Linked DNA regions of Mus musculus: all the other regions are linked to region 1. A link is a contact called in public promoter capture Hi-C data. All regions are on one chromosome and are shown on one strand. Each heading gives the region's core, a stretch centred on a gene start, on an enhancer-like site or on the middle of the called end of the contact. The rest is flanking DNA. Distances are from core to core; before and after follow the strand shown.

The links. Promoter capture Hi-C pulls out the DNA fragments that hold promoters and counts their contacts. Capture Hi-C pulls out chosen DNA fragments and counts their contacts.
Region 2: a contact with region 1 is called in a promoter capture Hi-C map of pre-B cells, with 5 times the contacts expected there. The contact joins the promoter of Erbb3 here to the promoter of 1700012D01Rik in region 1. A contact is called at or near these places in 2 of 39 promoter capture datasets (liver and pre-B cells), 3 of 484 Hi-C or Micro-C datasets (all in embryonic stem cells) and 1 of 115 datasets of contacts at active chromatin or transcription factors (embryonic stem cells).
Region 3: a contact with region 1 is called in a promoter capture Hi-C map of the SN4741 cell line, with 4 times the contacts expected there. The contact joins the promoter of Smarcc2 here to the promoter of 1700012D01Rik in region 1. A contact is called at or near these places in 7 of 39 promoter capture datasets (the 3T3-L1 cell line, the C10 cell line, the SN4741 cell line and 2 more), 4 of 115 datasets of contacts at active chromatin or transcription factors (bone marrow-derived macrophages, cardiomyocytes, embryonic forebrain and 1 more) and 2 of 9 other capture datasets (adipose tissue and liver).
Region 4: a promoter capture Hi-C map of adipose tissue shows a contact between it and region 1, with 2.6 times the contacts expected there. The contact joins the promoter of Esyt1 here to the promoter of 1700012D01Rik in region 1. A contact is called at or near these places in 4 of 39 promoter capture datasets (hippocampal neurons, liver, pre-B cells and 1 more), 2 of 115 datasets of contacts at active chromatin or transcription factors (embryonic stem cells and pancreatic cancer cells) and 2 of 9 other capture datasets (adipose tissue and liver).

What each region holds. Positions count from the first base shown.
Region 1 is chr10:127,662,439-127,668,748 of GRCm38.p6, forward strand. It overlaps 1700012D01Rik (RIKEN cDNA 1700012D01 gene), which reads left to right and starts at 4,685. Exons shown (of 2, transcript NR_045171.1): 1 at 4,685-4,945; 2 at 5,980-6,310. It overlaps Nab2 (Ngfi-A binding protein 2), which reads right to left and starts at 4,265. Exons shown (of 7, transcript NM_008668.2): 1 at 3,938-4,265; 2 at 1,827-2,700; 3 at 1,302-1,435; 4 at 912-963; 5 at 694-826; 6 at 293-484. The coding sequence starts at 4,020.
Region 2 is chr10:128,588,258-128,594,296 of GRCm38.p6, forward strand. It overlaps Erbb3 (erb-b2 receptor tyrosine kinase 3), which reads right to left and starts at 1,378. Exons shown (of 28, transcript NM_010153.2): 1 at 1,163-1,378. The coding sequence starts at 1,244.
Region 3 is chr10:128,456,148-128,463,161 of GRCm38.p6, forward strand. Smarcc2 (SWI/SNF related, matrix associated, actin dependent regulator of chromatin, subfamily c, member 2) reads left to right here and starts at 3,168. Exons shown (of 29, transcript NM_001372395.1): 1 at 3,168-3,290; 2 at 5,205-5,324; 3 at 6,834-6,919. The coding sequence starts at 3,180. n-TScga2 (a tRNA gene) reads right to left here and starts at 2,398; the gene lies at 2,317-2,398. Mir8105 (microRNA 8105) reads left to right here and starts at 2,533; the gene lies at 2,533-2,621.
Region 4 is chr10:128,523,425-128,530,246 of GRCm38.p6, forward strand. Esyt1 (extended synaptotagmin-like protein 1) reads right to left here and starts at 2,435. Exons shown (of 31, transcript NM_011843.2): 1 at 2,040-2,435. The coding sequence starts at 2,399.

The DNA.
Region 1 (6,310 bases), core at 3,435-5,934:
CCCCTGCATTAGGTAGCTCTAGCCAGGCCTCCCTTACTGCTGTCTCCCCTGTTCACCTTCACCCCTCATTCTGTTCTCTGCTCCTTGGTCAAAGATCCCCACCTGAATCAGACCCTCCCACTTGGAAATAACCCAGTAGTAGCTTGCCCTGTTCAAGGTCTGGCTAGCTGGAGCTCCTCCTACTGTTCTGACAGCTGTATCCCTCTTCCTCCCTCTGGTCCTAGAAAATGAGGACCCACATGGGGGCCTGAGTAACTGGGGTGTTTAGGGACAGCACTGCTGGCTGCCTCACCTGCGAGAGGCGGCTTCGCAGGCACACAGGGGCTGAGGCGGCCCACACGATCATGGGAGACGAGGCGGGCGAGCCGCAGCCCCTCATCCATCAGTGTCTGCTGCAAGATGTGGCGGCTCCATAGCCCATGCGCTGGCAATGCCAGGGGCAGGTCAGCAGGGGGCGGCGTCAGCCTTGGGCACGACCCCACAGCTGTGGGCATGGGCACTGGTCAGGTCAGGGGCTGCTGCCAACAATACCCACCCTCAACCGACAGTCATTCCCATAGGCTCCTCTGTCCCCATCCAGCCAGGCCTCCCAACCCTGTTCCAGGCAGTTGACACCTGGCTCATTCCTGCAATCCACCCGCCCCACTTCCACCGCCTCCCAAAGCAGAGAAAGGTGCTCTAATGCACACTCACCCTGCAAGTGGCCATCCAGGCTCTCCCCAGACAGACTGGCGCTGTCCTCCTCTAGGCTGGGGCGGTATGGGGGTGCATAGGACTCAGGGCCTGGAGGAGGCTGCTGGATTTCATTGTGACTCTGTTCTCCAACCTGTGGATGCCCAAAATTTGGAAAATAAGGACTCACCAAGGCAGTGGTTGGGGCAGGCTGCCGTTCCCTGCCCCCCAAACTCTACCTCTTGTTTCAGTTTCTTCAGTGGTGGGCCTCCCAATTCTTCAGAGTGAAGCCTGCAAAAAAAACGGAGAAAAAAAAATGAGTGGAATTAGGAAGGGCCCCACAACTCCACAACCCACGGGGTGCACAATCCGGCCAGGAAACATGCAGTACTTAAAACTGCAGGAAGAAGCTGGTTGGACAGGAGTTGGAAGTCCAATCATTATGGGGGGCGGGGGGGTTGGGAACAGAGAGCAAGCTTCAGACAAGTTTAAGTTGAGTTGGCAAGGTGAAGACATGCAGGTGGGTGGGAAGCAGGCCTAGAGCCGCCTGAGCCACAAGTGGGGAGAGCCAAGTCCTTGGCAGGATTCCAACCAAATGGCCCTGGGGAAGAGGGGGGAGGGGGTCTCACCTGGATCCCTTCAAGGAAGAAAGATAGGTGCTCTCTCGGGCTACTTGTCGGGACAGTGAGAAGAGTTCTACCCTTCGCAGTAAAAGAGTGTTGTCCCTCATGCAGAACTGGGCAGCAGCCTCGTTGATGGTCAGCTGTGGCAAGAGGACAGCCAATGTGAGTCCTTGACTTTCCTACTGTTTTTTTTCCCCTTTACCACCACTGGGAGGTCCATCCAAAGACTGTCTGCTTTAAATAATACCCAGGAACTGCCTGTACTTAAAGACAGGGGTGGGGATATTGTCCCTATCAGGGCCTCCTGCACCTAGGATGTGAGCAGTGCGGGGCTCACTGCTATTATCTCAGCTTCCCTTTGGGTGACAAGAACGTAAAGCAGCAGCAGGGGTTGGGTATGTGTGAGTGTGGGGAAGGAGCTTGGGTGGTCGTGGGGACAGTCATACAGAGGTGGAAGACGGAAGAAGTCTCAGAGGCAAGTGAACTGAGCCCCAGGAGTGAAGGGCAGCCTTGAGGACCCGGGGTCCTCACCTCATGCAAGCTAAGCTGTTTGCCCTCCCGCCTTTTGGAGTCCAGGCGGCCGTAGATGACGCTGTACTTCCGGATCTCCTCTTCCTTCTGGGCGTCATGATCGTCCATCTCAAAGATGTGCCCCACGCTCCGCGCCAGCTTCTTATTCAGCTTCAACAGGGATGCGATCTCTCCAGTGTCACCCCTGGGGAAACTCCGGAAGATCCTCTCCACACTCTCCACCACCATTCGCACCATCTCTGGTTCCAGGCGGTCTGGACCACCCCCTGCACCACCAGCTGCCACCCCCCCAACCCCAGGCCCTTCAGAGACTCCTCCCCCTGCAGGTGGGGAGAAAGGGGGAGACCCGGCCTCCTCTTCTCCCCCTGCTCCAACATCAGATTCTGGAGTGCTCTGGCCTGGCCAGATCCGGGGATCCCCTGCCCCAGGTCCTCCAGGGAGTGGCGACAACTTCTCTCCAAGTTCGAGGGGACTCTTGGGGCTAAAGCTTCGAGCACTGCCCGCCTTTTCTCCTGGGCTGCCGTGCCCATTGCTCATGCTCCCTTTCCGGGTACCAGCTGTCTCAGAGATCTTGAAAAGTGGGATGCTGGAGACGGGCACAGCAGGCACTGGTTGGCTGAAGAGCCCTGGATTGGTGGCCCATTCTCTCAGAGCCTTCTGTAGACGTCGGACATGGAGTGGTTTGGTGGCCATGCCCACGAGTGCCATGATTTCCAGGAACTCCTCCTCGCCAGCCTCACACAGCTGCTGTACATCATCTCCTCCCTGCTGGATGAAGGTCTCGTAGTAAGAGAGGAGGTTGGCGCGTTGCAGGACCCGATACAGCTGTAGCTCACCCAGTGTCCGAGGCAGTGCCATGGCTGGGGCACTTGCCCTGAGGAGAAAGGGCAGGAGAGAGGCAGTGAGTATGAGTGCCCTGCTGGGGTACCAACCCACACTAACAACTGCCCTCTTTCCTGGACAGTGCCCTCCGATCCCCAGGAGCACAGAAGGCCGGTTGCCCGACCTAAGCTATCAGGAAAAACGCTTACCTCGTCTTTTACTTTGATCTTTCTGGTCTGGGCAGCACCATCTTGAGCCCTGAGACTTTTCATAACTTCCCTGAAATGGCTGGACCCACTTCCCTCCCAACTAAGTCCTTACCTCTTCCCCCTAAATACTCAGCAGCCTCAACATTACTTAATGTAACATCCCATATTAAAGTTAACTTAGAATACTAAGAGCTATTGCTGGCAGCTGTACTCCTTGGCCAGGTAGCTGAGAGGGAGGGGTGTGGCCTCTTCCTTGGCATTTAGGGAACCTGGTAGACCCTTGCTCCTGTTCTTCGCTTCCAAGGATTAAAGCACCCTTCCTAGACTCTGTCCCAACTTTCCAAAGGCTGCCCAGTTCCCTTCAGTTACCCCCTCTCCTTTGATTGATCCTTCCTACTATTCAGCAGGCCCCTCTCTTCTGGGAAAGGGGGAGGGAAGCCTTGATTGTTCTGCTCTGGGGCCCTTCTTCCCACACACTCCCACAGTAGCAGCGTCTGTGGGCGAAAACCGCCTGGGGGCTCCCGCCTACTCTCCTCTCGCTTGTTTTCCACCCTTATCTTCGACAAGGGAGTGCGGGAGAGGTTGAAGGTCTCTTGAGGAAGGGGCTGCACCCCTCCTCACCCTGTGAATGGTCATTTCACGGACAAGGGAGGCCTGAAGCACACCCCCTTCAGGCCCGCAGATGCTTAACTCAAAGGAACCACCTTCTCCCGGATGCCTGCTAATGACACACTGAGACAGCTAAGAGCCGCCACCCCTCACACTGTTGACAGATCAAGCTCTGGAGCTTCCCCTGGCTGGGGGGACATTCTTTGCAGGGGGCTCATGTGCCAGGTTATGCCCACTGAGTAAACCTGGAGTGGAAAACGAGGCAGTACTCTATCGTATCCAGGTTCATCGGGTCTTTGTTTGCTTCCAGGATCCCCTATTTCGAATACTCACCCCCTTTTCCATCAGTCTCCACCTCCCACCTCCGTCCCGCTTCCCCACGTCCTCTTTTCGACCTCCACCCTTTAGACCCCATTCCGGAGTCCAACTCCACCCATCTCCACTCCCTGCCACCTCCTTTTGCCCACTAACTTGAATCTGGGTTGCGGGGTCCGGCGTGTGTTATCCCCTCTGCCAGGTGGCTGTTCCGCTGTGGGAGAGGGAGCTCTGTGCATGGACGGCCAGAGATCACCAGTGCCTCCCCTCTCGGTGCCCGGCGCCTGCTGCGCGCTGCTCTTTGCCTGGCGCGCGCGGCCCGGGTCCACCGCTGTCCAGGCTCCGTCCCTCCCTCCACGTCTTCTCTCTCGGAGCCTCCGCGCCTCTGTCTGTGCCTCTGCCCCCACCTCCCCGGCTGCGCTTGCCGCCTCTCCGCGCCTCCTCCCCCGCAGGACGCACAGGGAGCGAGGCCCGGCGCTGCGCTGGCTGCCGGGCTGGCGGGAGGAGGGCGTGGGCAGAACCGGGGGCTGGGACCGGAGGCGGTGGGTGGGAGCCCAGGCCTGAGCCTTGGAGAGGCTGCTGTGGAGACTGAGAGGAGGAGACTTGGGGGAAGGGGGGGGGGGGGAGGTGTGGAGGCGGAGCGGGGACTCAGGAATCGGGCGCTGAGTTGGGGACCGAGGTGACCGAGGCCGAGCTGTGGAAGGGGGAGCTTGGGGACCCAACGGGCGGGGCAGGTCGCTCCTTGCCGCCCACGCCGGATGCACAGCCGGCCCTCTCTGCGCCCACGTACCCACGTGAGCGCCCCGCCGGCTACATTCCTACTCCCTGCACCACTCCTACTCCTGTGAGCCGAGAGCGCAGTTTCACAACCACGCACAAGTATACAAAGACACGCGCACGTACGTGCACACGCGTCCAAACAACGACGCGGACGCCCGTTGGCCGCACTCTGGCCGCGCCGAGCCGTTAGTTTGAATGTTAGAAGTGATGGGGGAAAAGTTAGCGAAGGGTCGGGGTGTGCTGTTCCTCCTGCTCGGCTCCCCTAGGATGTATCCTTAGGGTAAACCTGTTAGCGCGGGGCTGCGCAGGAATCCCTTCGGTATCTTAACACCGTTCTCTGGCCTAAAGGTTGTAATATGAAGAGGCGGCTCTCAAACCTTGGTCGTAAGTTATACTAGAATCTACTATTTACTTGAGCGTTGGTTAGGCACGTCGGGGTTGCTAGGTAGAGCCCGGATGGGTTTACCATGTTTTCGTGGCACCCTCTTTTCTGATGGCCAGGCCTTACTGCTTGGACGACTAGATAGCAAAGCCAGGAAAAGGCAGGTACCTTCTCTGAGGTCATGAGTTATTGAACCTCTCTGGACAGTGAAGTGGAAGCTGAGCAAAAGGCTAAGAGTAGTCTACGTGACTGTCCACCGTGGAGGACCGCCTTCAAGGAGCCCAACCCCCTCGGTTTCTTCTAGTCCCATCTGGTTCCCATTACACGCCCACGGCTAGGAGGGTTGGGGGGGGGGTATTGGGCACGCGGGGGTTGTGTAGGCCTTTGGGGAAAGGGAGGGTGGGGGTGGAAAGCGTGGCCGACTGGCCAGAGGAAACGTCCCTCTAGTTTGAAACCTCGGCTCCGCCCCTCTGCTCAGCACTTGTGAGTGGCTTGCCCCAGCAGGGCGTGGGTGGTGTGGGTCGGGGCGGGTTCTACATTCCAGATTCATTCCAGACTGACGAGGAGGGGGATCTCTTGGTTTCCCGAAGAGGGATGGGTACTTTAGGAGGAACGATTTCAATAGCTCAGGTTTTTGTCTTCCAAACATACTAGGGATTGTAGGAAGGTGCAGGGTCCTTCTCCCGACCCTTTGCTACTAAGGAGGGCGCGACTAGACGGCCTTTCCTTCAATGTGTGCGGCGCCCCTCCCCCACTCCCCCGTCCGGTTATTTTGGAGTCTGGGCTGCCAGCCGCTGGCCCCGGGTTTCCTCGTGCCCCCGCCCTCCCCCCTGCCCACGCTCCCCGTGACGCACATCCTTCGCCCACACTGCCTTTGCTCCGGGCGCCCCCCTCCCTCCCACAGGTCCCTTTAGGGTGGCGCTAAGTCCTGGGGTCTGGAGAGAGGGAGGGCAGCTAGTGCCGCGGTAGGGGGTGGGGAAGCTTGGGGCGTGAAGCCGGGGAGCCGGAACTTACTGTGTGCCTGGTCCTGGTCCAGGAAAGAAGACGATGGAGAGACGCCGAATCTGAGGCCTTGGCTCCCGTGTTTGGGACCAGGAGGGAAGGAGAGAAGATAGATTTCGCTGAGACACTTGCCCGGGTCCCTTTGTGGGTCAGAATGGGTCCCGATGAGAACCTGAGTGTGAGAGTGAAACTACGGAGTATCATTTGTAGCTTTGTTCCTCAAGACTTGCCATGAGATTTAAGTAGAGCGCCTGTGTGGAAATTGTTAATTGTAGCTAGTCAGATCGAAGACTATTGACAGCATTTTGAGTTTATGTGTTTGTTTCTTTATATCTACTGTGTATCTGTGTCTGTGGATTGTATCC
Region 2 (6,039 bases), core at 128-2,627, 920 kb after region 1:
GGTTGGTGGGGGCACAGTCAGATGGGACAGTGATCCAGTCACTCCCCTGGCCCCTCCCACTTCAGTCTCCAGACCACCCCCTCCACCAGCTGGGAGTGTTCACATCTCAAGATCCCAGGGGCTAAATTTAGGCCCAGCAACTGTGGGGGAAGCACAGGTGGTTTCTCCCACTCCCACTCTGGGGAAGGGGCAATGAATGTGCCAACCCCAAACTGAGATCTGGGGATCTGGGAAAGGGGAAAGATCAACAGGACTCTAATGATACCAATTCTAGTGCTCTTCAAGTGTCCATAGTCCCAGAGACACGGAACAGGCTCAGATGGCATTGAATGGGGGAAGGGCAGAAGTTGGGTCTAGGAGCCAGTTCACAGAGTAGAATGTTCAGAAGGTGGGAGAGGTGGCCTTAGATTGGAGAGAGAAAGAGGTCTGATTGTCCTTTCTTCCAGAGCTCCAGCTTAGGGTATATAACCTGGAAATAGTATAGTATGTAATAGATGCCCAACATGTTCACTGAATTAACCTGGGTCTTGATAAAGAGAAGTTGGTTAAGTTGGGGACCGGTTTATCTTATGGGAAAGCAGGCAGTCAGCCTCTGTGAGACCTCTCACTGATGTCACCTGGACTTGGCCCTCAGGTTAATCTCAGCCTTCTCAGGACAGCCCCACTCACGGAAGAGGAGGTGCCATTCTTGTTTTTCCAACATTAGAAAACAACAACTTCAAACCCTTGCATAGCCCCGCCCTGTCGGCAAAACAACGAAACTGGGGGTTGTTGAAACCTGGAATGGGGTGGGGGCCAGGGAACCTGAGAGCAAACGGAGACCCTTTCAAGCCAAGGCTCCTTACGTTTACAGAAGGGTCCCTGCCCACCCTCCTCCCAAGACTCTCAAGTGTGAACTACTGTTCGGCACCAACCAGATCAGAATAAAACCAATTAGAGGGTCGGCGACGCCCTGGGAATAAGGGTAGGCATACAGGAATGCAGTCCCTGACCAGCCCACTCCAAGAACTGAGGCACACGGTCCCCTCCTTGGTGGTCCGAGCAGACCCTGTACCGCACCCCCCAGTTCAAAGCGTCAGAACCCAAACTCCTTGCCCAGGGTCTGCGAGCGCTCAGATTGCGCCCCCAGCTTCCAGCCTGCTGGGGCTCCCGCGCGGCTTACCTGCCTGAGAGTTGCCCATCTCGGAACCCCGGGCCAGGCTGAGAAGGAAACCCAGCACCTGCAGAGTCCCAATCGCACTCATGATTACAGTGGAGGGTGAAGGGAGCCCAGCCGAGTCTGGCCCGGGGCCCCCAAGATTAGGAGGACATCCAGGCGACAGCCACCTGAACAGCCAGCGATTAGGTGGCCGCGGCGGCAGCGGAGGTTGCAAACTGCAACCGGAGCCGTAGTCGGAGTCCGGAGCGGGACGGCAGGGGAGGGTGTCTGTCTGGGAGGGAGGGAGGAAGGGAGGGAGGGAGGGAGTGAAGGGGGAAAGGGGTGAGTCACGGCCGCGCCCCCTCCCGTGCGAGGCTGGAGTCCTGATGGTTGTAGCCCGAGACACCCGCCCAAGCGTGCCCCGCCAGCCCACAGCTTGGCCAAGAGGGTCAAGGAGGGGTCTCACTCCAGCAATTTCCCCCGGAGATGGTTAAGAGGAGATCAAGATTCCAAACGTCCCCAGGCGGGGGAAAGGTAGTGAATGCGCGTAGGGAGAGCGCTCCGAAGCCCAGCCCCCAGAAAGCTGGCCTCGCCCATTAACCAAATCACTCAACTCCCCTAGCCGGTTGGATCACTTGAGGGATTTTTTTTTTCTTTCGGAGTGTGAGTATTTCTATTTTTTCGAGTGGGAGGTTGTTTTTCAGCCTAGCGTTCATGCCACCTCAGTTTCCCCGGGACGCAAAGCCCCGTAACTCATGTACCCAGCTCGGGAACCCGAGCCCCGGAGGCTGCGTGAAATCGCACTGTCTCCGGCCGCTTCCTCCTGCAGACCCGGCGCCGGCTCGGCCTCTCGGGGGGATTTGCCTGGGGGGCGGGGGCGGTTTCCAGCCTGGGAACAGACCCCGGAGTCCGCCTTCCCACTTCTGCCCGGGGAGGGGCTCCCGCACCTGTCGCCGTCCCCTCTGCTGCCCCCCACGGCCTCCCGAGAGAACAGCTGTCTCTGAGGGACCGACCGCGCCGTCCGGACGGCCGCGGTTCCCGCCTCTCCTCCGCGGACCCCAAAGGGCACAGCAACGCTCACCCCGGAGGCGACAGCGAAGAGGGGCGCGGGGAAGTCACCGCACATGACCCCCGGGACCCTGGGTTGCTTCGTCCCGGACGGGTCCGACTGGCGCCCCCTGGTGCCCAACTCCTTACATTTCGCATCCCTTACATTGGCATTCCAAGATTTTGCCCTGAGAATTTATGGTCCCCTCCCCCTAGGCTAAGGCTATCAGCTACACTCCTTTCTTCTCTTTTGTTTATTTTTTGGTTTTGAGACAAGGTCTCATATAGTTCATATAGCTCAGGCTGGCCTCGAATATATTATATGGCTGAGACTGTTGGCTTCCACCTCCCAAGTACAGATGTGCGCCACCATATCCGGCTCTCCTGCTACAATTTTTAAAAAAATTTGTTATCATTCCTGTGTGTATGATCGTTCGCGCTATGATATGCGTATGGAAGCTGGAAGACAACTTTGGGGGAGTCGATTATCGCTTTCCACTTTTACCGGGGTTGTGAGATGGAACTCAAGTCAACAGGCTTTCTCTGCAAACCCATTTAGGTATCTGTAGAGGCCAGAAGAAGTCGTTGAATTCCTCGTAACTGGAGTTACAAATTATTGTGGGCTGCCATGTGGGTCTAACCCTGGTTCTTTGGAAGAACAAGTGCTCTTAAACACTGAGTCATCTTTTCAGGTTCCCCCATACCTCACCCTCTTGCAATGATTCTTTAAACTTGCTAATGAGCCGAGCATGGTGGCACACGCCTTTAATCCCAGCATTCAGGAGGCAGAGGCAGGCAGATTTCTGAGTTTGAGGCCAGCCTGGTCTACAAAGTGAGTTCCAGGACAGCCAGGGCTACACAGAGAAACCCTGTCTCGAAAACAAACAAACAAACAAACAAACAAACAAAAAACTTGCTAATGTATGGATGTGTTTATCCACTCTTGGCCTTTGTGGACCTCCTATGTAACAGTTTCACTAGTAAAAGCAATTAATGGAGGTAAGCTGAGGCAGGAGATCAGCACTTTTAACAACTTATCATCCTGAAAAACTTAGGGAAACACTGTCTCAAAATAGAAGCCTGGAAGTAAGGCGGGTGTTTGCCTAGTATTCCTGAGCCTGCAACTTCCGTCTCTGGTACCCAGACCCAAACCCACAAAAGGATGTAGGCTAAGGATATCACCTTATCTCTTCAGTAACGGAAAGGTGGGTCCCGGAGAGAGCAGGGCAAGAGCGAGCAGCGATCCTGAGTTCAATTCCCAGCAACCACATGATGACTCACAACCATCTGTACAGCTACAGTGTGCTCATATACATTAAATAAATAAATCTTAAAAAAAAAAAGAAGAAAGGGAGGGAGGGAAAGGTGAATTTTCTCCAAGTCTCTCTACCTGGTGACTGAAGGGGATGGGCTCAGAATGTGACCCAGGATTTCTTAAGATAGTATACAAAGACTGGAGCTTTGGCCAGATTCAAACTCCTTTCCGTGCTATGACGTAACTCAATATTCAAACATTGCTTAGCTATAGGCACAGATTCAGGTTTGATAACCAGCCCAAGAGTGGAGGAGCACCTCCCAGCAAGTACCAACACTGACTACTTAAGGGTCTACTTTTCCACATACATACCCCCTGATCAAAGAATCTCTCACATTCATCTCAGTTTAATGTGCTGGATAGTCTTATGTCCACCTGACACAAGCTAACATCATCTGAGAGGAGGGAACCTCAACTGAAAAAAATGCCTCCATAATATCCAGCTGGAGGGCATTTTCTTAATTAGTGATTGATGTGAGAGAGCCCATCACACTGTGGGTTGCAGTCCTGGATTCTGTAAGGAAGCAGGGTGAGCAAGGCATGGGAAGCAAGCCATGGGAGGCAGGCCAGTAAGCAGCATTGACAGACAGACAGACAGACAGACAGACAGACAGACACACACACACACACACACACACACACACACACACCACACGCCCATCTACATCAGCCCTTGTCTCCACGTTTTTGCCCTGTCTAAGTTTCTGTCCTGACTTCCTTTAGTGATAAGCTAGGATTCGGAAGTGTAAGCCAAATAAACCCTTTCCTCCCCAACTTGCTTTTGGTCATGGTGTTTCATCACAGCAATAGAAATCTTAACCAAGACAGTTACAATTCAAGGCCCTGTTCTCTCAAAGAGTTTTTCCTTGTTCAAGGGTGTCGAGCTGAGGGAAAGGGGTTGCCTAGCATGCTCAAGGCCGAGATCACAGCCCAGCAAGAGAGAAAAGGACTGTACCATCTACTCATATGGTTGTCGTTGTTTGGACCTAGGAGGAAGAGGCAGGCGTGGGTGTAATAATGGCTCACACCTATAATCCCAGCTCTGGAGAGGCAGTGACAGAAAGATTGCCAGGCCAGCCCCAGTTACACAGCTAGCCAGCTAGTGCCAAGCTGCTCAAGACTACACATAGGGAAACCATGTCATAAAAAAAAAAAAAAGGAAAAAAAAAAAAAAAAGGAAGAGGCAAGCCAAGAGTCTTCAGTAACTGTGCTGTTCTCAACATTTTAGTGAATGCTAGCTGTGTTATCTTCAACCCCACCCCTCCCAGCTAGATGCAAGATATATGCGCGATGGGCCCTTCAGTTCATTCTTTGGCTCTAAGTGAAACAGCATCCTAAGTATCCGGGGATATAAACAGTGAACAAAACGGCCATATTGCTGACTGGCTTTGTTAAGAACTTCCTTGAATAAATTAATCGTTGCCATGAATAAATTAATTGAAAGAAGGGAGGCTTAGTGAATGCTGTCCCCACCCCACCCCCAGCATCCCATTAACTTTCCCCACTCTTGCCCCTGACATTTGTTTTTCCTTTTGGTTTTTAAAGACAGGGTTTCTCTGTATAGCCCTGGCTGTCCTGGAACTCACTCTGTAGACCAGGCTGGCCTCGAACTCAGAAATCTGCCTGCCTCTGCCTCCCAAGTGCTGGGATTAAAGGTGTGCTCCACCACTGCCTGGGAAGCTTCCTGACATTTATGGTTTTTTTTTTTTTTTAAGTGTGTGTGTGTGTGCATGCTCTCATCAGTTCACATGCAACATGCAGAGGACAACTTGGGTTGGGGGAATCAGTTACCTCTGTCTACACTGTGGATCCTGGGATCAAACTCAGATTGTCAGGTTTAGCAGCAGGTCCTTTACCCACTGAGCTGTCTCACTGGCCCAAGCCCTTATTATTATTTTTTTATTATTTTAAAATTACATTTATTTGTCTATTTTTTTGTGTGTGAGACAACCATCTCATCCCCGCCCCCCCCCTTTTTTTTGAGACCTGAAAGTCATGGCAATCCTACTGTCTCAGCTCTTGTGCAGGGTAGTGTCATTATTACCAGTGGTCAGGGTCTGGGTGGGTGTTTCCAGGTTCTTGGTGTCTTACTCAAACAACTGTACACACAGATTGGAAATGGATACATGTACAAAGTGGCTTGGGGCCATTATGGAAGAGGAGAGTAAAGATGTGATGTAAGAGCCAGGGGATCTGGTAATTTACCGTGAAATCCTGTCTCCTGGTAATGTCCGGAGCTGCAGTCTCAACAACACGATGGCCCAAACCCTAGTTGAACAAGGAGCAATAGACATGCTGAAGTGGGTAGGGAAAGTCAGGGAGCCTGGCCCTACACTGAGAACCACAGGCAACCAAGAAATACCAAGAATGTGAGAAACAGCTGTAGAGAGAGAGCAGGTTATCTAATCCCAAATGGCCAGCCCCACAACATACATGCAAATAGCATCATACAGACTGAGCAGGTTATATTAAGGGATACACATGTACATATGTATACATAGATGTTTGCAATAAGCAATAACTAACGAAAAAAGTGTCC
Region 3 (7,014 bases), core at 1,918-4,417, 790 kb after region 1:
GGAGGTAAGGATGAGAGAGGCTCTGTCAGCCTCGGAGGAACAGCCCAGATAAGGTCAGATAACCACAAGATGGAATGTTGTGAAAACTGGCTGAGAGAAGACTCAGGTGGTCCACATACACAGCCTTTGTAGGGCTTAGGGTTTGTGGTTGTATGGCTGCCTCAGTACATCCAAACATATATGAATTCATGTAATCCTCACAGGTAGCCCTGGCCGTTTGAAAACACTTTAAGTAGAGAGGCTGGTATTGAAATCCCAGAGATTCACCTGCCTCCATCTCCTGAGTGTGGCATTAAAGACAGGTACCACCTGACCCAGCCTACTGCAGCTTTTCAGATAAAGGCTCTCTCTGCCTGGGCGTGGTGGTGCACACCTTTAATACGAGCACTCGGGAGGCAGGGGATTTCTGAGTTTGAGGCCAGCCTGGTCTCCAAAGTGAGTTCCAGGACAGTGAGGGCTATACAGAGAAACCCTGTCTCAAAAACAAAAACAAAAAAACCAAACCAAAACAAAAAGGCTCTCTCTGACAAGTGGTAGGTCCACTACACACTCATCCCTTTTAAATCATGGTATGTTTTAAAACATATTTAGAAGGCAGAATAGATAGAACTTTTTTTTTTTTAATGGAGGAAGAGATTCCTTGCAAAGTGGGTGTGGTGGCCCATCCATATAATCTCAGCACTTGGGGACAGAGGCAGAGGGATTGCCACGAGCTGAGCAGGCCACCCTGGGCTACAGTGAAACTGTCTCAGAAAGGAGATGTGATGGTTTGTGTATACTCTGCCCAGGAAGTGGCAGGATTAGAAGGTGTGGCCCTGTTGGAGGAAGTATGTCACTGTGGGTGTGGGCTTTAAGACCCTCATCCTAGCTGCTTGGAAGCCAGTATTCTGCTAGCAGTCCTCAGATGAAGATGTAGAACTCTCAGCTCCTTCTGCACCATGCCTGCCCAGATGCTGCCATGTTCCCACCTTGATGATAATGGACTGAACCTCTGAACCTGTAAGCCAGCCCCAATGAAATGTCGTCCATAGAAGAGTTGCCTTGGTCACAGTGGATGTTCACAGCAGTGAAACCCTAACTAAGACAGCAGACAAACAAGAGGACTCCTTGCAGGAAACTCACTGAATGGTCATGGAAGGGTGACAGGTTCCAGCTGGCGTGACAGTGATCAAGCACCTTAAAGAGGAATAGCTTGGGGAATGCAGAGGATTCCTTAGTGATGGTGGCTGCACAGAGGGTAGGAAGGACTCTCAAGAAGCCATAAGCAGTCATATGAAGGTGGGAAATAAGGTAAAAATAAACCAAAACCAAAACCAAAACCAGAGCCGGGTGGTGGTGGTGCATGCCTTTAATCCCAGCACTTGGGAGGCAGAGGCCGGCGGATTTCTGAGTTCGAGGCCAGCCTGGTCTCCAAAGTGAGTTCCAGGACGGCCAGAGCTATACAGAGAAACCCTGTCTCAAAAAACAAAACAAAACAAAAAACCAACCAACCAAAACAAAAAACAAAACCCAAAAACAAACCAAAAACCAAAACCAGGAGCTCCATGAATTCTCAGAGATCCTTTCCTGGAGAAGGTTTTGCTATGCAAGAAATGAAATATAAAAAGAACTGGGTAACATGAGAGGGTTAGAGCCTGAGAAAGGAATTCCCTTGCTTGGTTAATATACACAGATTTTAACCAGCCTCTGGTGCCCAACAAATCCTCAACGTAGGCCTCCTCCTAGTCCCGTGATACCTGAGGTTATCTCAGGAAAACTCAAATGAGGGCTAGGGAATGTAGCGAAACAGAATGCTTACCTATCGAACAAATTGAACCCCTGGATTCAGTTCCGAGCCGCAAAGGATCCTGGCATGCTCAGGCACACCTGTAACTCCTAGTACTTGAGAGGTAGAGGCAGGAGGATCAGAAATTTAAAGTCATTCTTGGCTGCAAGGCAAGTTCAAGGGCAGCCTGTGCACATGAGTCCCTGTCTAAATTAAAAAGAAAAATCCAAATGAGAAACGCTTGTTTCTGTGTCTCCAGTCACCAGACTTCAAGGCTCCACTTTTGGTCACAAACTCCAAAGATGCCCTGTTTAGAAATCTTAGGTTTGACTAGCTTTCCCAAACAAAACGACTACTCTTCATTGTTATGAAATGTTACAGAATTCTCAAAAATATCTCAAAGTGCCTGGTATCCTAACAGCGAATACAGCGATGCCCAATTTGGTTTGTATGTCACCCTGGTCTAACCTAAAGGAGTAGTGCTGCCTTTTCACTTTCAACCACTCAACTACTGGTTAATAGGAGGGGGGAAAAAAAATACGAAAAACTGCCGTCACGAACAGGATTCGAACCTGTGCGGGGAAACCCCATTGGATTTCGAGTCCAACGCCTTAACCACTCGGCCACCGTGACTCCCAAAACTATGGTTGGCCGCGCGCTTACAGAAAGGGTCCGCACGGGTGACTGGGTGCGAGCGGACCGGTGCAGGGTCGCGGCCCGAGGCTCGTACCCAGAGCCGCTCCCTCCCTCGCACCTTCGCGCCACAATGCTTGAACCTGGGTCGAAGAATCGGGGCTCGCCAGCCGACTCCTAAAGCGGAGGCGACTGGCGAGACCCGAAGATCAGAGGGAGGAGACCCCTCACCTGACCCCCCCGGGTAGCACCAGGGGTGCTGGGTGCACCGGGACGAGGAGCGTCAGGGACACTCGTGGGTTGAAACAGGAATGGTTGGAAGGAACTTATTGGAGCGAAAGAGTTCCACGGGAACGTACGTGCCGGGGGCCACTCGGGGTTACGGGGCGGAGCTGCAGACCCGGGGCTCCCGGCTTCCCCGTGGAGTGGAACAGTAAGCCCCACTGCCGCTGCGAGACCAAGTCGGGGAGGGCTCCGCTGTCCTACAGCCGCGTCCTGCGAGACCCGGGGAAGCAGCCGGGCTGCCGCTGCGGGGAAGTCCGCCGAGCGCGCTCGGGCTCGCCCGCCTCCCACCGCCGCTGCTGCCGGGGTGTCCGCCGAGCGCGCTCGGGCTCGCCCGCCACCGCTACGCAGGGCCGCCGGCAGGGGGCGCTCCGCCGGCCGGGGCCCAGGCGGCGGGAGGCGGCGGTCGTGGCGGCGGGAGGCGGCGGGAGGCGGGCGGAGGAGGAGGCGGGAGCTGAGCTGAGCGGGGCGGGCGGCGGCGGGGCCCGAGCCCGAGAAGATGGCGGTGCGGAAGAAGGACGGCGGCCCCAACGTGAAGTACTACGAGGCCGCGGACACCGTGACCCAGTTCGACAACGTGCGGCTCTGGCTCGGCAAGAACTACAAGAAGGTACGCGGGCAGCGCCGCGCGGGGACAAAGGGCCCCTGGCCGCCGCTCCCGGGGCCGGCCCACCCTGCGGCGGCCGCCGCGCCCCTCCCCGAGGCCTCCCCGCGCCTCCCGCCCGCCCGCCCGCGCCCCTCCCCCACCCCTCCCCCACCGTGCCCTCTGCCCCGGTGCAGCGCAGCGGCGTTGGCGGGGGCGGCGGCGGCTCCGGGCGGCGGCCCGGGCCCGGCAGCCCTCGCCCTCCAGGCTGACCGGTGCCGCCGCGCGCCTCCTCCCCTCCGGTGTGCGAGCCGCGGGGCCCCCGCCGGAGCCCCGCGCCGAGCCAGACGCCAGAGCGGCCCAGGCCTCCCCGGTGGTGCTTTGTGTACGTCCTGAGACAGATGGCAGAGCAGGAGGGTAGACGGGCGCGGAGCAGGCCGTTGAAAAGCGTCTCTACCTGGGGAAATCACCTGTCTCCCAGGGTTACCCTAGTCTCCTTCTAAAGGGCTGCAAACCTCTCAGGGGACAGGACATGGCAGTCTAGGGCAGCAGCCCCTCCAACCCTCCTTTCATAATGAAGTCCTCTGCAAGCCAGCCAGCCTGGCATTGCTTTGGGTTTGAGGTCCAGAGGCTCGGATAAGCTTCATATCGCTAGTCCCCACCCCCACCCTGTAACTGGAAATAAGGATGGGGAACAAAAGGGTTCAAGAAGCCCTATCTATCTTTTTTTTTTTTTTTAACCAATTTTTATTCTTGTGTCTTCATGGTGTCTGGGCTTTTTTTCGTTTTTCTTTTTTGTCTTCGATATGGGCTGCTTCCTCACCAACCCCGGCTAAGGGTTCTTTTCCCTTGCTTTGTTTTACAGCCCCCAACTCTTGCTACTCCAGCCTTGCAGCCAGCCTGTCAGAGTACAGTGGACAGCTTCAGAAAGCTCCACTAATTCTGGTTTGAGTTTAGCCCTGAAACCATTTGGGGTCTCTCTGTTGGGTGTCAGACTCTTGACAAACAGCTGTTGGGTCTGTGACTTGTGTGCACCCTCAGCGTGAGGCTCTGGTTCCCAGTTTTCTGCCTTTGACCTTTTAAAGGGAGATCGGTCTAGGGTCTTGGTGTGAAGCCCCGAAGGCTTTGACAGCTGTGACCTGCTTCAGCTTTCAAGTGCTTAACTCTTTGTCATTTACTTCTCCCTTCACGGATCTCTTTATACCTCCCACCGAGAGGTGCTGACTCTAATTAGGGTAGAGGAAATAAGGGTCAAAAGGTAAAGAGAAAGTAGCTTCCTGGCTCAGTGAACAGAACAGAAAGGTAGGATCCCAGGTAGCAAGGTAGGTATGGTACGGAAGTGTTTGAGTTCACGGATTCCCGGCGGTTGTCTTACTACTTATTTATCAAGCTGGGTGGGTGGTCTGAGATCCTTGCTAGAGAGGAGACCCTACAATGCCAACCATGCCTGGCTTCAGTAGAAGCAAAATGTGCAGGCTTTAGTTTTTAAGTGAGCATGTCCTGCCTCACTCCCTTGCTCTCTTAACACACCATTATGGACGGAAGCCTAGTCTTTATCATGTTTCCCCCAAGAAATACATTGTTGTATCACTTAGAGACTCAAAGGGGTTTTTGTTTCCCTTGAGCTCCATCAACCTTCAGAATTTTTACAGTTGGTTGGAGGTGAGGTGCCGAGATAGCGGTGTCCTGCCATTCCAACGTCAGGGTACAGCCAAGGAAGAGTATAAAGCGTCACTCGCTGCCAGTCCTCAGTCCCGGTCACCTGGGCTGGTGGCAATAGGGTCCAGTCCCTCCTGAAGCCCTCTATATATAAACTAGACCTGTGGAGGGGAAGGCGCAATTCTGTCTGTTCCAGGTGCTTCCAGGAACTCACGGAGAGACGTGGGTGGTGGTAGAGAATTTATCTGGAATCTGTTTTTCTTCCCTTCCCTCCTTCCCAAGTACATACAAGCAGAACCGCCAACCAACAAGTCTCTGTCCAGCCTGGTGGTGCAGTTGCTCCAGTTTCAGGAAGAGGTTTTTGGCAAACATGTCAGCAACGCACCGCTTACTAAACTGCCGGTGAGTTCAAGGGGAGGGGGACAAATCCTCCGAACTGGGAAGAGGTTTTTCGTTTGTTTTGCTCTTTAAAAAAATTTTTTTTCTACGTGCCTGTAATCCAGAATTAGGGAGATTGAGACTGGCGAATCAAAAGTTGGAGACCAGACTGATCTATATAGCAATTCAAAGACAGTGTGTGTGTAGTACCATGTCGAAAAAGAAAAGCAAAACTCATCTTTTTCAAATTTCAAATTTTGGGGAGTTTTTTTTTTTTCCTTGTCCATCAATAGTCAGAGCATTACAGCTTGACCTAGCCCCCAGTTGATCATTCCTGTTATTTTAGAAAAACTTCACAACCCGTAGTAATCTGAGAATGTCAGGTTTAGTCCTGCAGTGTTTCTCTCTCTCTTTCATGGTTGTTCTTGGGGGCTGAAGAGATAGCTCAGTGGCTAAGAGCACTCACAGAGGACCTAGGTTCAATTCCTAGTACCCACATAGCAGCTTACAAACATCCCTAGCTTCCGTTCCAGGGCATCTGATGCCTTCTGAGCATCATGGGCATGCAGGAAAAGCACTCACACATGCAGAAGAAATAAATCCTAAACCGGGTGTGGTGGTGCATGCCTTTAATCCCAGCACTCGGGAGGCAGAGGCAGGCAGATTTCTGAGTTCGAGGCCAGCCTGGCCTACAAAGTGAGCTCCAGGACAGCCAGGGCTACACAGAGAAACCCTGTCTCGAAAAACAACATCAACAATAAAAAAGAAAGAAAGAAAGGAAGAAAGGAAGGAAGAAAGAAGCCCTAAAAAGTTAAAAAAAAAAAAAAAAGTGAGGCTTTAGGTCAGATATGGTGATACACCTGGAGTGTCCACTACTTAGAAGCCTGGTTCAGGAAGATTACTGATTCAAGCCAGCCTAGGAAACTTAACAACAACAACAAATTTAAGAAAAGGGATCCTGGAGGTATAGTCCTAACAGAGCACTTGTCTAAACTGTGAGAGGCCCTGAATTCTGTCTTTAGTAACACAAAGGAAGGGGTAGCCCAGTGGATAAAGTACCTAGAACTACTCACATGGGTGGAAGGAGAGAACCGACAGCCTGTGATGTCCATTAGTGTACACATACACACATAACATATATATTACACACACACACATATATACACATACATATCCATACATATAACATACATACACACATATACATACACACATACTATACATACTCACACATGACATACATAGAACACATACATACACACATACATACATACATAGAACACACACGACATACATAGAACACATACATACACATATGACATACATAAAACACATACATAGAACACATACACATACATACAGAGAGATAGAAATTCTAAATAAATAGGTAAGTAAATGTAATTCCTTAAAAGGAGGCACTGGAATTTAGATTTGCATAAACTTGCCTTTATAGTCTTGTGTGTGTGTGTATGTATGTATGTATGTATGTACAATGTAACTTTCACATACTTCTTCCCTGTCTCAATTTTGTAGATCAAATGTTTCCTAGATTTCAAAGCAGGAGGATCCCTCTGCCATATTCTTGCAGCTGCCTACAAATTCAAGAGTGACCAGGGATGGTGAGAATGCCTTTTCTCTCTCTGCCTTTCATATTTAGTTAAGAAAGAACTTTCTCTTATTTCCTGGGGTCCCTCTGAAGTGAAAGAACAATGTA
Region 4 (6,822 bases), core at 1,185-3,684, 860 kb after region 1:
TCAGTGAGTGCCCTTAACCAGCGATCCATCTTTCTACCTCTCCCCCACATGCACGCTTTTTTTGTTTTAATGACTTATATGCATTGGTGTCTTGCCTACATGTATGTCTGTATGAAGGTGTCAGATCCCTTGATTCTAGAGTTACAGGCAATGTGAGTTGCCATGTGGGTGCTAGGAATTGAACCCAGGTCCTCTGGAAGAGTAGTCATTGCTTTTAACCACTGAGCCATCTCTCTACACCCCCCCCCCTTTTTTTTTTAAAGAAAGTTTGAGTTTATTAAGAGACAGTTTTAGCTGGCTACGGGGACACGAACATATATTGCCAACACTTGGAAGGTAAATGCAAGAGGGCAGGGAGTTCAAAACCAGTCTGGGCTATATGAGACTATGAGTTAAACAAAGGGGGAAAAAAGTTGTTTTTCTGTTTGTTTGTAGATAGGGTTTCAATATGTAGCCCTGGCTGACCAGGAACTCACTATAAAGACCAAGATGTCCTCCAGTTCACAAAAATCCACCTGCTTCTGCCTCCCAAGTGCTAGGATTAAAGGCGTGTCACCACGCCCAGTAAGAAAAAAGTTTCAACACAGATCCAAGCATACAATCCCGGGGGTGGGAGAATTCTTTCCTTAGAACTTGGGGACACTGAGGCTTCTTTAATAAGGGGAGTGGGTAGGATGTGGGGCCACATAGAGATGCTTCAGCTAGCTCAGAGATGCGAAATGGCAGCTTCTGGGGCCAAGGAGGGGGAGGGGGAGGAGTCTTGAAGAGAAGGGTACATTCTTTCAGGAGGAGATCCTGTCAAATCAGAACTCCGGGGAATCCTGGGATGAAGAAGTCCTAGTTCCTTTGTCCAGCCTTCCCTGCTCCCCTGGGACCGGGCGTGGGCTCCAGTATAAGAAGGTGAAGAAGAAACCAAACCCTGATAACCTAGAGACTGGCAGGAAGTCTTAGGCCTGGTGCGCTGGTGCGCTAGTGCCTGCGCAAGCCTCCGCACTCTCTCCCTCATTCCTTTCCTCCCTAGCTCCTTTCTCTTTCTTCCTGAGTGGGAAAGGACACCTGTGCTGTACACGGAGGTAGGGAGGTGTTGGGTTAATTCCAAGGATAAAGAGTAGCAATAACAGTTGCTACTTAGGGCACATGAAACCGTTTCTTCTTCTTTTCTCTCCAGGGAATGGCAAGTGTGACTGGTGTCTGCCTCTCTCTACCTGTCACCTCTAAGTGAGAAGAGTAGGGAGGGTACCCCAAAGGGGTTGGTAACCCGCTCAGCTTAGCAAGGTCAGAGGGAGGCATCTTTTCAGCCCAGGAGACAGGGTATAGTAATGAGGGCCTGGGTCGGCTGAGCAAACGAGCGAGCGAAGGCTGCTCACAGTCCGGAAAAGGGTGGGGCCGCCCTGGGTACGAGTAAAAAGGAGCAGCGGGAACTACAGCTGCCGCACTACCCTCTTCCCAGAACCTCCTCCTCCCTTAGCCCAGCAGCCCGGCTGGCTTGAGGCTGGAAGGCGACCGCGATAGGTCATTTCCAGGTGCTGGGACTCAGCGGAACAATGCTTGCAGGGCTGGGTCTCAGCGGGTACCTAGAGACAAGGCAGGAAACGGAAAACCCTAATGCCCTGAAGTAGATAAAAAGCCTTGAAAGCGCTAGCAAAGGCGGGGGAACCTCTGAGCCATCGCGGGGTGGGGGGTGGAGGGATCCCCAGAGGCAGCGCGGCAAAGGCGCGAGTGGCACCAGAAGTCAGGAGGAGCGAGCATTCTACACGCTTGGCTGGGAGCGGCAGCTCAGATGTACTGCTGTAGTCCGAGGAGACGGAGGAAGAAGTCCCGATTCCGTGGAAGGATCCGCTCTGCGGCAAGGGTGGGCGGGGAGAGTGGGTGGCCGCGTCCAGGAGTGGTGCGTCCCAGCACACAAGCGCTAACGGGACGATGCAAAGTCTGGGGGCCCGCTGTCCTAGGTGGGGGAGCTGACTTTGTAGGGTGGGAGAGCCCCAAGTTGAGGGGCTAGGAAGAGCTATACTGCACCAAGGGCTGAAGTGGTAACTCACCCAGGCAGGTAGTTCCCGGTGGCTCATATAAAGCGTCTCTGCGGTGATCCGCTCCTCGTCATCCAGCAGCTGCCTCGCTGCCCTCAGGCTCCGTTCTTTCCCATCGCGGACCCGGCGCCAGCCCAAGTACAGGGCGAGGCCGAAAAGCACGAAACCTACGCTAAGACCCGCTGCCCCTGCCAGGTACACCGGCACCAGCACCAACAAGCGGCGCCCGAAGGAAGTCAGCACCGCCAGGGCCTCGCTCGCCGCACCTGGGCCGGCAGGTGGGACCCCGGAGCCCCCGTCCCGCGTGGAGTCCGTGGCAGGGGGCTGCCCTGACGGCTCGGGGCTGGCGCCCTCTTCAGGGGAGTGCTCCATGGGGCAGCTTCTGGGAGTGCCCGCCCGAGCAGCTGCAGGCAGCTCAGTGTCTGGTCCAGCTCCCCCCCAGTAATATATGGTGCTCCCCCCGGGACCTCAAGCCCCGCCCCGCCCCTGCCTGTTGGGGCAGCGCCGCGTAGACTTGGGAAGCTAGAGAGGACTTGGGATGGCAGGGCCTCCGTGATTGGACCAGAGGGTCAAGATGGGAGGGTTGGATGGCGGGAAAAGGGGGGGAAAGAAACCAAAAGACAGTATTTGACTGGTCACGGAGAGAACGGGGCGTAGCGTCCCACTTAAGAGGCGGGAGCAGCTGCTCCTCCCACGTGGGATTGGAGCGCCTGTGGAGTTACGTCATGCAGAGCCGCTACTCTAATTACTGAGTTCAGAGTGAGCTAGAGTTGAGGGTGTATCTCTCCACACGTTCAAATGGTTTGGCAGGGTTTGGTCTGAATCTTAAATATTCTTTGTCAACTTTCCCAGCGTTTGATACTCAGAGAACGTTCGTTTTTGCCTCTAAGAATATTCTTTGAGTTTTTACTGGCTGCCCTTGCGAAACGTTAGGGAAATTAGACCGATTTAGAACGAAAGTCTAGGATGACCGACCCTGTCTAGCGGCCCTGTCTGTGCTGTCCTCAGTCCCCCTATCTTGTCCGTGAAAAGGAACAAGTCAGCGACAGCTGGGGCGTGATGAACATTAGAGTTCTAATACTCCAGTCTTGAAGAAGTGGGGTGAGGGGAGGAGATCGGTAGATAAGTGAGATTTTGTTTCTTTTTAGAATCCAGAGTTAGTCATCTCTATCATAGAGGGCCGATTAAGATTATAGTCAGGGAGGGGCGGTGTTCAACGGCAGCAGTAATTATTACATTTTGCAATAGTTTCCTGATGCTGACCAAAATCAGGTCGGGGAGGAAAAGGTCTGTTTGACTTACACTTCCATATCATAGTCCATCATTGAAGGGAGTCCAGGCAGGAACTGAAACCGGGCTGGAACCTGGAGGCAAGAGCTGATGCAGAGGCCATGGGGGGCGGGGGACGGGGTGCTGCTCACTGGCTTGCTAAACCGGCTTTCTTTCTTTCTTTCTTTCTTTCTTTCTTTCTTTAAGATTTATTTATTATATGTAAGTACACTGTAGCTGTCTTCAGACACCCCAGAAGAGGGAGTCAGATCTTGTTACGGATGGTTGTGAGCCACCATGTGGTTGCTGGGATTTGAACTCCGGACCTTCGGAAGAGCAGTCGGGTGCTCTTACCCACTGAGCCATCTCACCAGCCCCCGGCTTTCTTATAGAACCTAGGACCAGCAGCCCAGGGATGGCCCCCGCCAACCATGGGCTGGGCCCTTCCCTATCAATTAAGGAAATGTTCTACATAGAGGTTTGCCTACAGATCTTATGGAGGCTTCGTCTCAATCAACGTTCCTTCCTCTCAGACGACCCTAGACTATGTCAAGTTGATATAAAACTAGCCAGCACCCTTGGGAACATCTAGGACACTAAAATGAAGAATTCTGACAGACGGGATGGTACATAGCTGTAATCCCAGCATTTTGGAGGCTAAGGCAGCCTGAGATAAATAGCAGAAACAAAATAAAACAAAACAAAAGGAGGCAGGGGTTGGGGGATACAGAAAGGAGGGGAGGAGGAAGGAACAGGCTAGGAAGACAGCTCTGTTTATATAGCCCAAGCATGACGACCTAAATTCATTCCCCAGCAACCACAAGCAAAAGGCCTTTGCTCCACAAGCTTAGTGACCTGAGTTTAGATCTCTGCCATCCCGTCTGTAAAATCCAGATATGGTAGCTCACTGCTAGCAAGACACACACTCTCTCTCTTTCTCTCTCTCTGTCTCTCTCTCTGTCTCTCTCTGTCTCTCTGTCTCTCTGTCTCTCTCTCTCTCTCTCTCTCTCTCTCTCAAAAGATTAAGTGGGGCTGGAGAGATGCTTCAGTGGTTAAGAGCACTGACTGCTCTTCCGAAGGTCCTGAGTTCAATTTCCAGCAACCACATGGTGGCTCACAACCACCTGTAATGGGATCCGATGCCCTCTTCTTCTATGTCTGAAGACAGTGACAGTGTACTCACATACATTAAACAAACAAACAAATAAATAAATCTATCTTACAAAAAAATTATAATAGAAGATTAAGTGGAGAGCTATAGAAATGGCTCAGTGGGTGAAGGCACTTGCCACCAAGCCTGAAGACCTAAGTTCAATGCCCCAGACATACATGGTGGAAGTGGAAAGCCAACTCCTGAGAGTTGTCAGGTTGTCCTCTGATCCACCCATGTTCCCTGTGATACACACAGCTTTTAAAAATATTATTTATTATTATTCATACGAGTACACTGTAGTTGTCTTCAGACACACACCAAAAGAATGCATCAGATCCCATTACAGATGGTTGTGAGCCACCATGTGATTGTTGGGAATTGAACTCAGGATCTCTGGAAGAGCAGCAGTCAGTGCTCTTAACCGCCGAGTCATCTCTCCAGCCCAATACATGCAACTTTAAAAGATGATTTCACTATGTAGACCAGTCTGGCTCTGTACTTAAGGAAATCCAACTACCTCTGCCTCCAAAGTGCTTACATTAAAATAAATGTATAAACAATCAAAAAAATAAAATAAATGTATAAACCATCAAACTTGGCCTTTTTAAATTTTTAAGTTAATATTTTATGTGGGTATGAGTGTAGGTCAGAGAATAACTTTCTGGAGTTGTTTTTTTTTTACATGGAGTGTGTGTGTGTGTGTGTGTGTGTGTGTGTGTGTGTGTAGCTCAGAGGACAACCTTCAGGACTTGGTTCCTCCACCTTAGGCTCTAAAGTGACCTGAACTCAGGTCCTCAGGCTTTGCACAGAAAATACTTTGACCAGCTGATCTTCTGATAACCCTATAAAAGAGTTGTGGATGTCTGTGTGTGGATATGTGTATAGGTGTGCAGGTGCCTAAGGAGGCTAATATCAGATGCCTCTGGAGCTGGAGTTGTGATCTACAATAATATTTGGTGTTGTGAACTAAATTCTGGGCCTCTGGAAGAGTAGTATATGCTCCTCTCTGGGCTTTTTTTTTTTTTTTAAGAAAGGCTTTCATATCCCAGACTGGTCTCAAACTCAAATGAGCTAAGGCTGATCTTCAACTTCCTCCTGCCTCAGCACTTGTAATGTTGAAATTATAGCCATGTGATACCATGTCTGATTCCTGATATAGACATTCTAATAAAGAGTGTAAATACTGTAGGACTGGAAAGATGGTTCAGTGGTTAAGAACATTGGCTGTTCTTGCAGAGGGCCCAGGCTCAGGTCCTAGCTGTGGCTGTTTTGATAGGAATGACTTCAATAGGCTCATACATTTGCATGCATGGTCATTAGAGAGCGAGGGGGATTCGGTGGTGTGCCTTGTTGGAGGAAGTGTAACTTGGGGTGGACTTTGGGATTTCATAACCTCAAGCCAAACCAAGCGTCTCTCCCTTCATGCTGCCTGAGTTTCCATGCTCCCTGCCTTGAGGAGGATAATGGACTAAACCTTAAACTGTAAGCAAGTCTCACTAAAATGCTTCATAAGAGTTGTTATGGCTGGGCATGGTGGCACACCCCTTTAATCCCAGCACTTGGGAGGCAGAAGCAGGTGGATTTCTGAGTTCGAGGCCAGCCTGGTTTACAAAGTGAGTTCCAGGATAGCCAGGGCTACACAGAGAAACCCTGTCTTGAAAAAAGAAAAAAAGAAGAAGAGATATCCATCCTTCTCTTGGCATGAATTTTGCCTTCTACCCTGCCGACAGTTCTCAGGACAGCACTACATCCCTCTGCCTCCTTTCCTTGGTCTCCATTTACACATGCTCCCATTCTCTAGAATTCCAAAACTGCTCTTTGTCACACTTCAAGAGGCGTCTGCCTACATCTCCAGGCCCCATGCCCGCTACTCTTAACCAGCCTCAGAGGACACAAACCAGATAACCTAGGTTGCTTCGATCTCTTTTATCCAAGCGATTTCCATGTCCTGTCTCTTTACCCTGCAAAACTCCCTTGTTGGCAGTCCAAACCTAAAAGAATCTTCTACCCAGTCCAAGACCTTTGCTCCATTACATTTCCATTTTCTGTCTTCACTCTGTAGCTCCCAAATATTACACATTCTACCCACAAGCCCTAGACAACACCATCCACAGCTAACCTGTCTACATGTTCTTCCAGGGGGTCTCTCTGCTTATCTCTGAATCTAACAAGTTATCTCTAGATTCCCACCACTTTCTCAACTCCTGATTTACAGAGCATCCTGACCCCTTGCACCATCTCAAATTCTCTCCCTCTAAACTTCTGTCATTGAAAATTCATCAAAATTCATCAGTAGGGCTGGTGAAGTGGCTCAGCAGGTAAGAGTACTGACTGCTCTTCCAAAGGGCCTGAGTTCAAATCCCAGCAACCATC